Linked DNA regions of Mus musculus: regions 1 and 2 are each linked to region 3. A link is a contact called in public promoter capture Hi-C data. All regions are on one chromosome and are shown on one strand. The core of a region is the stretch at or near the end of the contact, and the rest is flanking DNA. Distances in the headings are between cores, read along the strand shown. Region 1 holds the start of Zfp652os (zinc finger protein 652, opposite strand). Region 2 holds the start of Ube2z (ubiquitin-conjugating enzyme E2Z). Region 3 holds the start of Tob1 (transducer of ErbB-2.1).

Region 1 (2,709 bases), core at 7-2,506, 1.5 Mb before region 3:
TGTGTGTGTGTGTGTGTGTGTGTGCTCGCGCGTGTTCCTGATGTTGTTGTTGGGGGAGGGATGAGCTAGATGTAATCAAAGACCGGCCCGCTTCAAAGAGGAGCATACAGGATCTTAAATCCTAAAGACTGACTTCGAGGCAAAGCAGAGACATCTATCATTTCTACAATAGTCATCCCTCGACAACGAACATGTTTCATAGAGATGTAACAGGGGTATCCCTCTCTTTGGTGTCTCCGACCTGGGACTCTTTAGTAAAGCCTGATTGGAGGGGTGGACGAAGTGAGGGTGGAGAAAGGTCTGCATCGCCCACTGGGCTGAGTGTGGTGCTGCGGGTGGCGAGTGTACATCACATGCGTGTTATCTCCTGGTGCCACAATACTCTCGAGGGCTGGAGGTTTGGGCGCAACCGCACGGCGGGGGAGGTAGTGGGTGCAAGCCACCAGCTGCAGGGCAAGAGAATGCTCTCCTCAGCCTACTAACCCGTGCACCCCGGCCACCCCGTCAGGCCTCGAGGCGAACCCACTCGCTGCAAAACTGCAGCTAAGCTGGGGAGAGGGGGCGGGGGTACGGAGCCGGCACCCCGGGCCAAGCTGAGAGCGGCAGACGCGCAGCGCCCGGGGCCTGCCCGCCGGATGGGGGCTGCTCCGGCCTAGCGCACGCAGCTGCCTCGGCGCAGGCTCCTCCGGCTCCGCCAGCCCGGCCGGGCGCAGAGGAAACGCGGCTGCCAGGGCGCCGCCGCGGCGGGAGGCGAGAGCGCGGGGAAGGGGCTCCTACTCACCCGGGCCGCCGCCGCCGCCGCCACCGCCACCACCGCCGCTTCGGCGGCCCATCCCCGCGGCGGGGGCCTGTCGCCGCGCCGCGCCGCGTCGCTCCAGTCCCCACCGCCCGCCGTGCCGGCCCCTCCCCCTGCCCAACGTCTGCGCTCTGGGCCGATCCTCAGACCCGGCCTCGGCCGCCGCCGCCGCCGCCGCCGCAGCGCTACGTGGCCGCCGCTCCGACGTCTCGCGACTCCCTTCCGAGCGCGCGAGGCCGAGCGGGGCCGCGGAGCGGGCGGCGCGCGGGGCGGGCGGCGGGGGAGGGGGTGTGCTGTAGGGATGTCGTGCGCGAAGGGGGCAGGGAGGCCGGCGGGAGCGCGCGCGCGCGCACGCCCCTGCACGCGCCCCCCCCTCCCCCCCGCGCGGTCGGGATCCCGACACCTCCCCCCCCTACACACCCCATCCCCGGCTATGGGGGTCGGCGCGCATGCGCGGCCCTCGGCTCGGCCTGGGCGCACCTTTTCTCCCTCCTGCCACAATGTGAGCGCTCAGCCGAGCAGATAACCGCCGGCTGCCTGCTCCACCCCCGGCCCTTGCCCACTCCGCCCACTCCCGAGCGCCCAGGTAAAGTCGTGGGCTGCGCATGCGCGACGCTTAAGGGGGTGGGGGCGTGGTTTTCAAAAGGAAGCCTGAAGGCAGAAGACGAAGTATCTGTGGGCAGGGGGTTTGAGATCCTAAGAAATAAGAAAACGTAAAAGTGCAAAGGGGGGAGAAAGTGGAAAAGTGGGTCAGAGTGAGATTTGGAAGTAGATATCTTTGACTTATGGAATACGGTTCAAAAAGAAAAAAACCCTAATTGCTGGCCACCTTGTTAGTAGAGAGCAGTCAGTGAGTGACAGAAATAGAAGGGGCGACACTTGTAAGAAGTAGCCATCCACCAGACAAATGGGATAGTTGATTACAACTAGGGGGATTTAGAGACCGCCAGTATGGTAAGCAAACAGGATGGACTGCTGGGCTCATCCTGTGGCCAGAAATAGGGAAGTGTGTGCGTGCGTGCGTGTGTCTGTGTGGTCTGTGTGTGTGCGCGCGTGCGCTAGAGTCCCAGAACTGTTGCAAGAAAGGAAGGCTCCATTGGAAGAAGCATGACCACATTATGACTAATTAGCTATTAATCATTAATATAATTAATGGTACTATTAGCTAACAAGGTAGCATTTATCCAAGCTCAGAGCCAAAAGAGAGTGTCTGTAATTGAAAGTGCTTAGTGTACAGGGAGAGGAAATGACTTGGCAAGTGAAGTCTCCATGAAAAAGACCCAAGATGACATCCCTAAGATCAGGATAACCCTTCCCCACCAGAAACCAAACTTCTGAAGGTCTCTACAGCTTGAATGGAGCTCCTAACATTGTTGGTTTTTATTGTTGGGCTCTACTACATTTTTTCTTTCTTTCTTTCTTTCTTTCTTTCTTTCTTTTACATTGTGTGTATGAATGTTTTACCTGGATGTGTGCATGTGCACCTGTGACATTTGATGGATTCCCCTGGAACTGGGGTTATGAGTGGCTTGTAGGACGGGGGGGGGGGGGGCGGCTAGGAATTGAACCCAGGTCCGCTGTAAGAGTAAGAAGAGCTTTTAACTTCTGAGCCATCTCTCCAGCCCTCTTCTTCTAACATTAAGAACATAGGATATTAATGTTCTTCCACAAAAGCTGACCCCCACATCATAGAAACAATTTCCATATAGATGCAGCTAACTTTTTCTCCCAGAACAGCCGGCCATAACCCACTCACCCAAACCTTCGAGGGAATAAAATGACCTGAGTCTGGGACAAAGTTAGGAGCTTGAAGCTTTATAAAGAGCTGACTCTGTCTTTGGCCCCTTCCAAAAACAGGTGTTTGGGTTTTATTGTACTTAGACTCCAGAAGCCAGGAACCAGAGTTGTGGAAC
Region 2 (3,040 bases), core at 338-2,837, 1.9 Mb before region 3:
AGAGCCCTAGGTACATGCATGTGTGTGTGTAGCAAAAAGGACAACATCTGGAACCAGATGCAGCTTTGCCCCCTGCTCTCAGTGTGATCCTATGTGTGTGACTGACCTTCTGTCTGTCTGTTGTCATTCTGTCACAAAAGGCTAATAACAGTCCTTCTATCACAGAGCTGGTGAGAGGAACAAGTAAAATAAAGCAGATAAACAATGTGTAGCCTTAAGCACTCAATTAATGGCAGCTTCAAAACATAATGTATTCACTATTCCCAGACCCCCGCCCCCAGACCATTTGAGAAAACGCACAAATGTCCAGAACGCAGGCTCTTCACTTGTTGGTTTTTGTGTTTTGAGACAGGGTGTCCCTTTGTTGCCCAGATTGCCTTGAACTCAATTTGTGGCCTCAACTATTTATGTACGATAGTTCCCTCATCATTCCTCAACCTCTCTAGTGCTTAGCTTACGAGCTGTGCCACCACAGGAGCCAGGCTTCTTCGGGAGGAAAAGAAGAAGAAAAAAAAAAAAAAACAAGATCCAAAGTGAGGCTCTGGCTGTTTGTTCTAGAATGAATCTTCATAAATGTACTAAAGTTAATATGAATATTTCATTGGGTGTGGTGGCTTATGCCGGTCATCTCAGCACTAAGAAGGCTGAGGTAAGCAGCTACATATTGGAAACCTTGTCTCAAAAACTATTCATACACTTTGCTATAGAGTATCAATGTGTTTGTTTCGGATGTTGTCTCAGACCAGCTGAAAGGGTTGTGTAAATTCTCAGTCATGCGGTACCTCTGGTTTTCCTACAGTTAGCAAACACACACACAGACTCATATTCCTGTCAGTAGAACAAGGTTAAGGTCTTTTCCCCTTAGTCAGAGTTAATTTTCGTATTACAAATCTCAATATAGTTCTAAGAAATTGAGAATTTCAAACCCGTAACTCCAGGATTAGCGGGTAGAAAAGGTACTGAGCTTGGAATCAAGCCTGATGCTTGACTTCTACCAAGCTGTCAACTTCTGTGTCATTATCTCCAGGGCAATGCCTAGCAACAGCTCCTGGCCTTTAGTATGCCCTTCATAAATAAATATCGAATAAACTCAAATGAGGTGGTCTTTTATTCGCACGTTCTGATTCCGTTCTTCCTCTTAGTCCATCCGCAGTCAGGCGACAATAGTAGTCGATGGGGGAGAAGACCAGACATGATACAGCACAGAGCCGTAGGGATGTGAAGGGCCCTAAACTACTCAAGCTCTTCTTTCGATTGCCCTACAGGGAAGGTGGACCTTAGTCCTACCCTAGGATTGAACATCGATGGTCCCTCCCTTTAAAAGAGAAGCTGTGGGTCTCTCCATCTTCTTTGAACTGTCTTCTCCGACATCAACTCTCCCAACATAAAACCTTTAACCATGGAAGGCTACCAGCATCTCCAGCGGGGCGCAGAATCTGCGCTGGCCTGGAGCGCCAGCTAGTCCGCTAGCCCCCGCCCCCCGCTCTGGAGGACCGTGGGTGGACGCTCTGGCAGCACGCCTCTCGCTGGTCCGGGCGGAGGTGGGCGGAGCCAGCGCCACCCGGGCTGGGGAAGCCGAGGGTGGGGACACTCTGGCCCGGCTCTCGGTGGTGCGGGAGCAGCGGCCGCTCTGGTCGGCGGACGTGCTGCTGAGCAGTCCCGGAAGCGAAGCAGCGATGGCGGAGAGTCCGACTGAGGAGGCGGCGACGGCGACGGCTGGCGCCGGGGCGGCGGGCCCAGGGTCGAGTGGTGTTGCCGGTGTGGTCGGCGTTAGCGGGAGCGGCGGCGGGTTCGGGCCGCCTTTTCTGCCGGATGTGTGGGCGGCGGCGGCGGCGGCGGGCGGGGCCGGGGGACCGGGGAGCGGCCTGGCTCCGCTGCCAGGACTCCCGCCCTCGGCCGCTGCCCACGGGGCCGCGCTGCTTAGCCATTGGGACCCCACGCTCAGCTCGGACTGGGACGGCGAGCGAACCGCGCCACAGTGTCTACTTCGGATTAAGCGGTGAGCCGGGGGTTTTTCCTCCCTCACCCCGGAGCTCCAGGGCTCGACCTTCCCCGCCCCCCACCTTTCCCCATCGGGGCTCTCTCCCGCCTCACGTCTTCCAGGCCCAAACCCTGCGGGCCTCTCTACTGACGGGGGCCTTAAGTGTCGCCCTTTCCCTCCCTCCCGCCCTCTCAGCGCCCGGCCCTACAGCCCAAACAGATCCGCGATTGCCCTCGGGCCTACCCCGCCCCTTAGCGACCTCCGGTGAGCCCTGCAGCTCCGTTCCGGATGCCTTATCCCTACCCCCTCCCGTTCACCCGAAACCTGACCCTTTTGCTCTTCTGTAACGCTCGGTCCCGCCCTTCGCACTTCCCCTCTAACCTACCCCACCAGCTTACCTAAAGGCTGCCCTCAGGCCCCACCCATCAGTTCTCCATCTCTTCTGGAGTCCCCGCTTGGAACATCCTCTACCTGCATTGCCCAGTTGCAGACTCGAGTCAGTCTTCCTTTTTACCTTTCCTTACCTCGTTTCCCCACCATATGGCCCTTTCCACGGGTCTAGAGAGCCTCCCTGACTTTCCAGATCATTTCTTGAACCCCCTTTCCAATCACCCCAAAACTGTCCCTCACACCTGTCCCTGAAACTCTGCGTTCCTACCATCTCTCACTATCACTCTGGATTGTAACATCTTAGTCAAGAACTTTTTTCCTATTATTTACCCCCAAGGTTGTCTGGTTTACTTTTGTAAAGCAGATGTACTCCCTTCAAATACAGGAACAAAAGGCCTAGGGCCTGTCTGTGCTTGTGTCTTGGGTGACCGATCTTAGATCGTATCACTTCATAGATAAATATGTTTTGCAAAAGTGCTCACTTAGTATGGTACCAATTGCATGGCAAAAGATAAGACTGTTGAGCTATTAATTTTGAAACTTGTTTCCTGGTGACCAGACTTAGTCTTTTCATCTTAGCCTCTTATCTGGCTATTATCCCAAACATTCCAAGTCCCCTCAGGTGTCTGCCCGGCTACATATTTTCCAAGTTTTTAATAAAAAAAAACT
Region 3 (2,998 bases), core at 416-2,915:
ACCATTTTAGAAGTGAATCCCTAGTTCCTTTTGGAAACATCACATTTAAATCTGCTTTATGTTAAATATTCGGAAATGTTATAAGTTACAAAATTATTTTTAATTTTCAAAGTACCTGGTACTAAAATTAAAGGTACTAAATGAGTTGTCATCTTGGTAAATGAAACCAAATTATCCTCTCTAGTTTTAACCATGCCAAGGGCTCTCACACTCTTGCTCTTCTGGGAGCCTTTTTCTTTTTTATTGTGTACTGCCCCCCCCCCCCACACACACACATTCTGAAATTCCTCTCAGCTGCAAGTATAAGAAAAACAAGCAGCTTAAAACTCCTATTGATTACTCTGCTTAAAGGGCAGAGTTTCTCAGTTTTATTCTTATTTTTAAAAGCCATCTCCTTCCCTCTTCGGATAAACGGGCAGTCCCTGGAGAGGCTGGAGCGAAAAGGTCGACCTTTAAACGTTTGCTGGATCAGCACTGGGTGGGGATAAGAAAAGATCAAGGGCAAAGAGAGGTATTTCCAAGGGAGAGCTATTTGTACAACGAGGTTGATCAAAAAGGGCATTTAAAATAATCAAACTGGTGTGGATCCGTCTGTTCCATTTTCCATATTCTTGGTGACAAAGGGCAAAGAATCTCTCGTGTAGCCCCCAAACTACACTTTCCAAGCCGAAACCCAAGAGCAGGCAGAGAAAGCAGATTCAGCTGGACTGCTTGAAGGTGCAGCCGAGCCCAGACAGGCTGGGTGGAAGGTGGTTTTTAAAGCAACGCCTTAACACAGGACTGTGAAGAATTACATAAACAGCCAGTTGGGTCTCATTAGATTTCTGCTCACAGCGCTGGGAGCCCGAGCGCTACAGCAGCAGCAACAGCCAGAGGAGGTGGAGGTGGAGGAGGAGGAGGAGGAGGAGGAGGAGGAGGAGGAGGAGGAGGAGGAGGAGGAAGAGGAGGAAGACTACTAGACTTGCTCCGGGAGGAGGAGCTCGGCCCGGGGAAAAGGAGAGCAGGCTCTTTAGCTGCCTCAGGGACGCGGCCCGGGCACCGGCAGGTCGCGGCGCGGGCCGCCCAGTCTTCCCCTCCCCCGCCGTAACCTGACCCTGCCGTCCCCCACTCTGCTCCCCGCTCGAGGCTCCTGGGACCTAGCCAGCATCCCGGAGCACCGGTCCGGGCCCGATCCCTGTATCCCGGCGCCCCCTCCCCCTGCCTGGGCGCCGCTGCCCCCACCCCGGGTGCTCCCTCCTCCCGGTTGCCCGTCGGCCGTCAAGCCTCCGGACCAGGTCCCCGGAGCCACTCCATTCCCTTGGGTCCCCGAGGCCGCCCCTCCACACCCGGGCTCGCAGGACGCTGCAGCCACTCCCTCGGCCCCTAGCCGCCGCCCCGCCGTACTTACAAGCTGCTCCGGAGCTGCGGCCGCCGCCGAGCCGCGGCTGGGCGGGGGAGAAGGGGCAGCGGGCGGGGGCGCGGGTGGGTCGGGAGCGGCGAGGCGACGGGGTGCAAGACGTCGCCACCGCCGGACACGCGACGGACGCCTCGGGCGGGTCCGGGAGCTCGCTGCTCTGGCTCAGGGGTGGCGGGGACGGCAAGCTTACACGAGCGCGCTCGCTTCTCTACACAGCCCGGCGGCCCGGCCCTGCGTCCCCGTACAGCGCCCTCTGCGCGCCGGGCCAGAGCTTCGCTCCTTCTGCCGCGGCGCGCGCCCCGCCTCTCGTTTTATAGCCTCCTCCCCGCCCCCAGCCTCCGCGGGGGTGCGCGCCGCTCGCGTCACAGTCCCGCCCTCCCCACCCGGCACCCCCCGGCCGCGCCGACTCCGCCCCTGCCCTGCCCCCCGACGCCATTGGCCAAGTCCCGCCTGCCCACGTCCAGACGGCCGCTGATAGATGGTCACGCCTCCTGAACGCCGCTGTGACCAATGAGCTGAGAGTCCCGAGAGGTTGGGGGAGGGGTTAAGGGAGGCCTTGGAAGGGGATTGGACAAGGGTAGGGATGGGATGGTAGGGATGGGGTGGCAGGGCCCGGGGGCCTGGGGGTGGGGGGTGGGGGGTGGGGGGGGAGGAGGGGGAGCAGGTGGCGACGCGGCGGGGACCGGCCGGGAGGGGCAGCCGAGGCTGGGGGAGGGAGGGCAGAGTACACGGAAAAGGCTGCTTCCGAGCGAGTGCGACTGTGGCCGAGGAAAACCCCACTCCTGGGCGAGCTAGCCTGTGGGTCTCAGCCCATCCCGGGGTAACCGGGACTCGTGCTCCCGATTCATTGAGTATTAATCCCCGCAGGGCCTAGGCCAACTGCCACCCCGAGAGTGACAACTGCAGAACCTGGGGGTGGGGAAGGGAGGCCACGTCGCTGCACCTCCCGCACAGGTGACAGTTTAACTGCCTCTGCAGCTCCCCCTGGCCAAATCTCCCCGGGTCACCTGGCAGCAGCTCGGACATGAGGGTTGCTTGAGACCGTAAGAAAAAAAAATTGTCTTATATCAAACGTCGCAGAGAGCGACACGCTGCCAAACTGCCTGTGTGACTCTGTGTGCGTGCCCACGCGTGCATTTTGAGAACTTTCACCCAGGCCCACAAAATAAACACGAGGCCTCGCTGAGGAACCTGCGAGAGTTTATGAACTGTGCACAGGTGTCCAGGGAATAGGGACGCCAGGGACTCTAGGGGCGCGGATAGGCGCCGTTTCCACAACCTGCAGCCCAGAAATCCGAGTTATCGTCCGGAGTGGAACGGGGCGTTCCTCTTGGCTAAAAATAATTACTCACAGGTAGCAACGATGCCTGATTGGTCGCACTGGACCTTAGCGGCCAGACGATTGGCTGTCTGGTCTCCAGGAGACCGACGTCAAACTCGGACTGGGTAAAGGCGAGAGAAAGTCGAGGGGGAGCCTCGGAGAGAAGGGGGGGGGGGGTTGGGGGGGGGGAGAAAGCGCAGCAGTGAATGAAACGCCCAGGGCCCTGCCTTCCCCTTCCCTGTCCTGGGCATTCGGGCCATGCTTCCTGGAAAAAAACCGGT

What was found. Promoter capture Hi-C pulls out the DNA fragments that hold promoters and counts their contacts.
Region 1: a contact with region 3 is called in a promoter capture Hi-C map of pre-B cells, with 5 times the contacts expected there. The contact joins the promoter of Zfp652os here to the promoter of Tob1 in region 3. A contact is called at or near these places in 3 of 39 promoter capture datasets (liver and pre-B cells).
Region 2: a contact with region 3 is called in a promoter capture Hi-C map of pre-B cells, with 4 times the contacts expected there. The contact joins the promoter of Ube2z here to the promoter of Tob1 in region 3. A contact is called at or near these places in 2 of 39 promoter capture datasets (liver and pre-B cells).

The regions. Positions count from the first base shown.
Region 1 is chr11:95,711,301-95,714,009 of GRCm38.p6, reverse strand. It overlaps Zfp652os (zinc finger protein 652, opposite strand), which reads left to right and starts at 1,256. Exons shown (of 2, transcript NR_045780.1): 1 at 1,256-1,382.
Region 2 is chr11:96,063,911-96,066,950 of GRCm38.p6, reverse strand. It overlaps Ube2z (ubiquitin-conjugating enzyme E2Z), which reads left to right and starts at 1,587. Exons shown (of 7, transcript NM_172300.3): 1 at 1,587-1,999. The coding sequence starts at 1,677.
Region 3 is chr11:94,210,121-94,213,118 of GRCm38.p6, reverse strand. Tob1 (transducer of ErbB-2.1) reads right to left here and starts at 1,665. Exons shown (of 2, transcript NM_009427.2): 1 at 1,388-1,665.